2 separate regions of the Pan troglodytes genome follow, and region 1 is linked to region 2. The links are chromatin contacts, called in public HiChIP or PLAC-seq maps. All regions are on one chromosome and are shown on one strand. The core of a region is the stretch at or near the end of the contact, and the rest is flanking DNA. Distances in the headings are between cores, read along the strand shown.

Region 1 (2,855 bases), core at 265-2,764, 820 kb after region 2:
GACAGGGTGGTCAAAGATGGCCCCTGGGAAGAAGGCAGCCGGGGGAAGAACATTCCAGGCACAGGGAACAGCAAGTGCAAAGACCTGGGCACAGAAGTAAGCCCAGTGCCTTCTAGAACCGTGAGAAAGGCCACAAGGCTGTTGCAGAGTAAGAGAGAGGGAGAGGGGAGGTGACACTGCAGAGGATGGCAGTGTGGGATCCTGAGGCCAGATCCTGAGACAGGTTTTCTTTATCTGGAGCACAGTGGGAAGCCTGAAGAGTCTGAAGCAGGGGAGTGACATGATCACTTCTTTTTTAAGTGCTCCAGCTTCTATGCAGAAGATGGAGAGTACTGGGTCTGCGGCAGAAGCAGGGGAGCCAGGAGAAGTCTACACAGCCTCCCTGGTAGGAAGTGGCAGGGGAGATGGCACCTGTTTAGAGCAGCGCCAACAGGTCTCGCTAATGAATGGCATGAGGGTGAGGGAGAAAAGTATTCCTAAGTTCCTGGCATGTGATGCCGCAATGGTGCCATTTGCCATGATGGGGAAGACCAGGGAGGCAAAGATGGGGAGAGTTGGGCCACCATAAATTCCCTTTTGTACATGGTACCTGGGAGAAGCCTGCCCCCAAATCCTGACGGAGCTATCCTGTGGTGGGTGGGTCAGGCATTGGCTCTGGAGTTCAGAAGAAAGGTGGGCGCTCACAACAGCCACGCAGGGCCATGAGCAAATGTGTGCTAAGTGGGGATGCCCAGGGGGTCCCCAGGGGCTGCTCATTCCTCTCTATCCCACAGCCCGGGTCTCCCTGCGCACCCCAGGTACCTGCAGCGTCTCTGAGGCCTGACTGGCCATGCCAGTGGTGAGGGAGGCCACCTGCACGGCCTGCTTGCGGGCAGCCAGCAGGATCCTGCAGTAGGTGAAGCATATGGCACCCGAGGGCAGGAAGAAGGTGAGGCCCGACGCCACGAGGACAAAAGGCAGGCTGGCCAGCAGGCGGCACTGGCCAGGGACGGGTGGCCGTGCGTGGCCCAGCTCGTGCCAGCCCAGCAGCAGGGGCAGGAAGGAGGCGAGAGCGGCGAGGCTCCAGGCGCCCAGGACTAGCGCCAGGGCACGCGGGGGCGTCATGCGCAGCTTGTAGCGCAGCGGCGAGAGAATGAGCAGGTAGCGGTCCAGGCTGATGAGGCAGAGGTTGAGGATGGAGGCGCTGCAGCACATCACGTCGAAGGCGGTCCAGAGCAGGCAGAGGCCGCGCGCCAGCACCCAGCGCCCGTACAGCGCGTTCAGCATGGCCGGCGGCATCACCACCAGCCCCACCATCAGGTCAGACGTGAACAGCGACACCAGGAAGAAGTTGGACGTGTTGCGCAGCGCGGGCTGAGTGCAGATGAGGGCGATCAGCAGCGAGTTGGCCGCCGCCGTCAGCGCGATGACCACGCACAGCGCGGCCGCCACCCAGCCGCTGCCCCCCGGGGCCGACGGCGGCCCTGCCCCCCAGGCCGGGGTGCTATTGGCGCTTGGGCCCGGCTCTGGGACCATGAGGACCGAGGGTGGAGGGCAAGGGAGTGATAGGGTGGCGGGAAAGCAGATGAGGGCCCCGGCGAAGCGCAGGCTGGACGGGGACCGTCGGTGAGAACAGACCGCTACTCACCACGCCCCCCGGGGGAGGTGAGTGGGGGGACATGGGCGGGGGCGCTGGGTCGCGCTAGATCAGGGGGCAGCGACTACAGGAGGACACAGTGTGGCTATTTGGGCGCCCTCGGGGATGGGGCAGGAACTCCTGGAGCAAACGGGTTGGAAGTTTGGGGAGGGGCACCCGATGAGCGGAGGCCCCTGAAGGAAGCGGCGGGAAGTCAAGCAGAGGTCGGATGGGCTCCCTGGGGTAGGAGCAGAGCCACCTGGAGGGGGCGGGCGGCAAGATAGGGGAGGGGCGTCCGGCCGGGTCAGAGTGCGGGGAAGTGGGAACGCAGGGAGGTGGGTGAGGGGGGTGAATGGGCGCTCTCGGGCCGGAGCAGGCTCCCCGCGGCCGGTGGGCGTGTGGGGTGCCAGGGCGGGGTCCGCAGGGCGGGGGCCTAGGGGCCGGAGCAAAGCCCCCCCTGGGAAAGGCAGGTCTCAGCTGGCGCGGAGGCACCGGGATCCGGCGCACACGGCCTGTGCGGCGCGGGGGTTCGCCGGGGCCGCCAGGCCCCGCGGGAAGAGGAGGGCAGCGGCCGCGCGGCGCCCCCTCCCCACCCGGCCGCAGGGTCGCCTCCGTCTCCCGCCCGCACTGGTACCTGGGGCGCTCTGGCTGCTCCGCCGCCTGCGACTGCGGCAAGCGCCGCGGGGCTGCGAGAGGAAGAGGCGGCCGCAGGCCGGGCGGGCGGCGGGCCCGGGTCTCCCGAGCCCGGGAGGCACCGCGAGGGGCCCGCACGCGCGGAGGAGAGGCCGGGTGCAGCCTGGAGCGCGCGGTCCCCGCGCCGCGGAGCGTGCGCCCCGCCTCGCGGTGGGCGGGGAGAGCCGAGCCCTGGCCCTGCAGGCGGGCGGGGTCCCGGCACCCCGGGCCTGTGGGCCGAAGATCAGGGCGCCCCAGCTGCGCGGGGTCACCTCCCGGGCTGTGGCAGCCCCCACACCCTCAGATGCCCCTCCCAACCCACACGTGGCGGCGGCGCAGGCGGAACTCGGAGCAGGGGGCTGTGACCTGCCCTTATCCAGGGGCTGCTCCCTAATGGGTGCCTGCCCACTCACAACGGGGTCACCGGGCTTTCAGGGGAGCCAGGAGTTGGGAAATATTGGACAAATCGCCTGACACCCTTCTGGGCCTCAGTTCCCATATCTGTAAAATGGGTTAGTAATTCTGGGCATTCTTCACCGTTAGTTTGAGCAAGAAGCTAACCTTCCCC
Region 2 (2,852 bases), core at 198-2,697:
TGATTTTATTTTTGTTTTCATAACTGTCCTGCAGGGTACACAGGTAGTGGCTAGCCATATACCCATTTGACAGCTGAGACCATGGAAGCTCAGAGAGGAGAGATGACCCACCCAGGGTCACACAGTCAGCAAACCACGGGGTTGGGATTCAAACCCAGACCTAAATCCAAGGGACATGCTTATTCCACCTGCCACATTGCTTCAGTCTCCCTTTTCTCTGCTCCCTTCCTCCTCCCCCCATGGAATCTGGCTTCCCGAGGCCAGCCAATCCTTTTACACCGTTTGGAGAGGGGGCTGGACTGACTCCCCCCTCCACCAGATGTTATACCAGGAAAAAACCTTCCCCTTCTGCCTCCAGCTCCCACCCGCCAGAGTTCTAGATAGGAGGGGAGAGCTCCTTTCACTGTTGATGGGACCCCTTGCAGGGCAGCAGGATGAGCCAGGTGAGACTCACCTGGGCCACCTGGATGTGTTTCCTAGCCCTGCCTCCAGCAGCTGGCATGACCTTGGGGTGGTTGCCCCTCCCTGTGGTCAGGCCGGCTCTACTAAGCAAAGACGGTCTCCAGCGGAGGGCAGGTGCTGTTGGCTCCGGCGAGGATAATGAGCGCTCCTCATGCACCTTGCCCCCTCGGAGTTACCATCTGCTTGGCAGATGCGCCTCCCAGGCCTCTGGGGCTGCCCCAGTCTCCCTCCCGGCATCGAGGAGCCCGCTCCTCATCTCAGAGGCCATAGTCTCTCCACAGGGCGCACGGCTGTTGCTGGAAGGGAGGCCCCCGAGGGCAGAGGGCGGCAGACCCGGGACGTCCCCAGCGGAGGCAGCGGACGCCGGGAGCCAGGCATCCCGGGCGAGCCCGGCGTAATGAGGCGCTCCCTTCTCCTGCGGGAGGCGGGGCTGCCCCTTCCCTCTCCCCCTCCCCCTCCTGGAGGCCCTGCGGGAGCCGGAGTCCAGCGCAGTTGGGCGGGGGCGGGGGGGAGTGAGGCCTTCCAGGTCGGACTGAGCCGGGGCGGGAGGAGAGTGTGAGGCCCCAGTGGCTGGGCCCTCAGGGTCTGAATTGGGGAGCAAGTGTGGTGGGGAGGAAGGGCTCCCCGGTTTGCAGATGGCGGGGGAGGCTGTGTCCGCGGGTCGCCCTGGAGCCCTCCGATCTTTGCCCCGCAGCATCTGCCCCCCAGAGAGGTCAGCATGCTTCCGCCCTTCCCCGCGTGTGCGTCGTCTGTCCGCTCCCTCTCCAGCTCCCGGAACCCCCACTCCCCCCGAGGTCCCCTCGGGAGGCAGAGCCGGCTGCGGGGCGGGCGCGCACCAGCTCCGGGCCCCGTAAACACCCGTGAGCGGGACGGCGGGGGCTGGGGGCGGGGGCAGGAAGCTAGCGGCGGCCCGGGCCGGCCGGCGCGGCCCCGTGACGTCGCTCCGCTCGCAGGGATCTCTCCCCGAGGCCCGCGGGTCCCCTCCTCCCCGCCTCCTCCCGCCCTCCTCCCCGCGCCTCGCCTCGGCGCCGCGGCCGGCATTTCTCCTCGCAGCTCGCTGCCTCCTCTATCCCTGCCTCCCTCTCCCCCCTCTGTCTTTCTCCCTTCCTTCCCTCTCCGACCCTCTTCCTCTCCCTCCCGATCCTTTCCCTCCTCCTCTCATCTTTCCCCTGTCTCTCCGTTCTAGCTCGTCCCCCCCCCCCACCTTTTCTTCTTTCTCCTCCTCTCCTTCCTCTCCCCCTCTCCTCTGTCTCCTTCCACCGTCTCCCCTGCCTCCCTGTCTTTCAGTCCCTGTTTTTCAGCCCCGTCTCCCTCTCGGTTTCTCTCCCCCACCCTCCCTCCGGGTTTCCTCCCCGGTGCCCTCCCTCCTCTCTCCCTCCCCTCCCCCTCCGCCCCTCGCAGCCCCGCCGCTCGCAGCTCCCAGTCTGCCTCCCCGAACCGGCGCCGCCGCCCGCACTCGCCGCAGGACCGGCCCGCCCGGCTCCCGGGGTGCGCCCTCCTCGGTCCCGCGCCCTCCGGGCTCGCAGGGACGTCTCCTCCCTCCCGGCTCGCGGCCCCGCCCGGCCCGGCCCCCGCCCAGAGCCCCAGCGCGCCGAGGATGTGAGTCCTGCTCGCCTCTGGCGGAGCAGCAGCCACTCGCGCGCGGAGCCGGAGCGCAGCGCAGCGCAGCCGCGGGCGCTCTCCGGGCCGCTCGCGCGAGTGCTGCGCTCTTGCCCTAGCGGCGTCCCCCGGCCTCTCGCCGGCGCCACCGCCGCAGCAGCCCGCGGGCCGTCCCCGGCCGGCCGCCCCCGGCCCCAGCGCCGCTGACCCTGTCCGCCGCGGGCGGGGACGCGGGCGGAGGAGGCGCCGCGGCGGAGCCCCCGGACGCGACCATGTCGGAGGTGCTGCCCTACGGCGACGAGAAGCTGAGCCCCTACGGCGACGGCGGCGACGTGGGCCAGATCTTCTCCTGCCGCCTGCAGGACACCAACAACTTCTTCGGCGCCGGGCAGAACAAGCGGCCGCCCAAGCTGGGCCAGATCGGCCGGAGCAAGCGGGGTGAGTTCGCGGCCCCCTTGTCTGACACCCCCTTTTTCCCGCGCCGCGGCCTGAACAAGGGTTGCGGAGGTCTCCCACCCGCTGGAGCTCGTTCAGACCCGACGGAATCCCTTCTTGCAGAATTGGGGGATCCCGCACTGCGGGTCCGGCTGAAGCGGGTCGCAGGAACGCGTCCCCCTAAGCCGGATCCCCGGCTGGGTCACCCCGGGGGCGTGGCGGCTTCTAGCAGCAGCTGGGGGTCTCCACCTGCGGCAAAGTTTGCTTTTTGATTTGCGCCCCCCACCCCCGCCTTTTGCGCAGTGTAGTCACAGCTGCACTCGCTCCACAACCCTGTGGGGAGGGGGTCCCAGGGA

What was found. HiChIP or PLAC-seq counts read pairs in DNA pulled down with a chosen protein or histone mark.
Region 1: a contact with region 2 is called in an H3K4me3 HiChIP or PLAC-seq map of stem cell-derived excitatory neurons, with 6 times the contacts expected there. The contact joins the promoter of HTR6 here to the promoter of CAMK2N1 in region 2. A contact is called at or near these places in 1 of 7 Hi-C or Micro-C datasets (stem cell-derived neural progenitor cells) and 1 of 1 datasets of contacts at active chromatin or transcription factors (stem cell-derived excitatory neurons).

The regions. Positions count from the first base shown.
Region 1 is chr1:211,536,490-211,539,344 of NHGRI_mPanTro3-v2.0_pri, forward strand. HTR6 (5-hydroxytryptamine receptor 6) reads right to left here and starts at 1,515. Exons shown (of 3, transcript NM_001034092.1): 1 at 802-1,515. The coding sequence starts at 1,515.
Region 2 is chr1:210,713,815-210,716,666 of NHGRI_mPanTro3-v2.0_pri, forward strand. CAMK2N1 (calcium/calmodulin dependent protein kinase II inhibitor 1) reads left to right here and starts at 1,448. Exons shown (of 2, transcript XM_001160942.7): 1 at 1,448-2,499. The coding sequence starts at 2,334.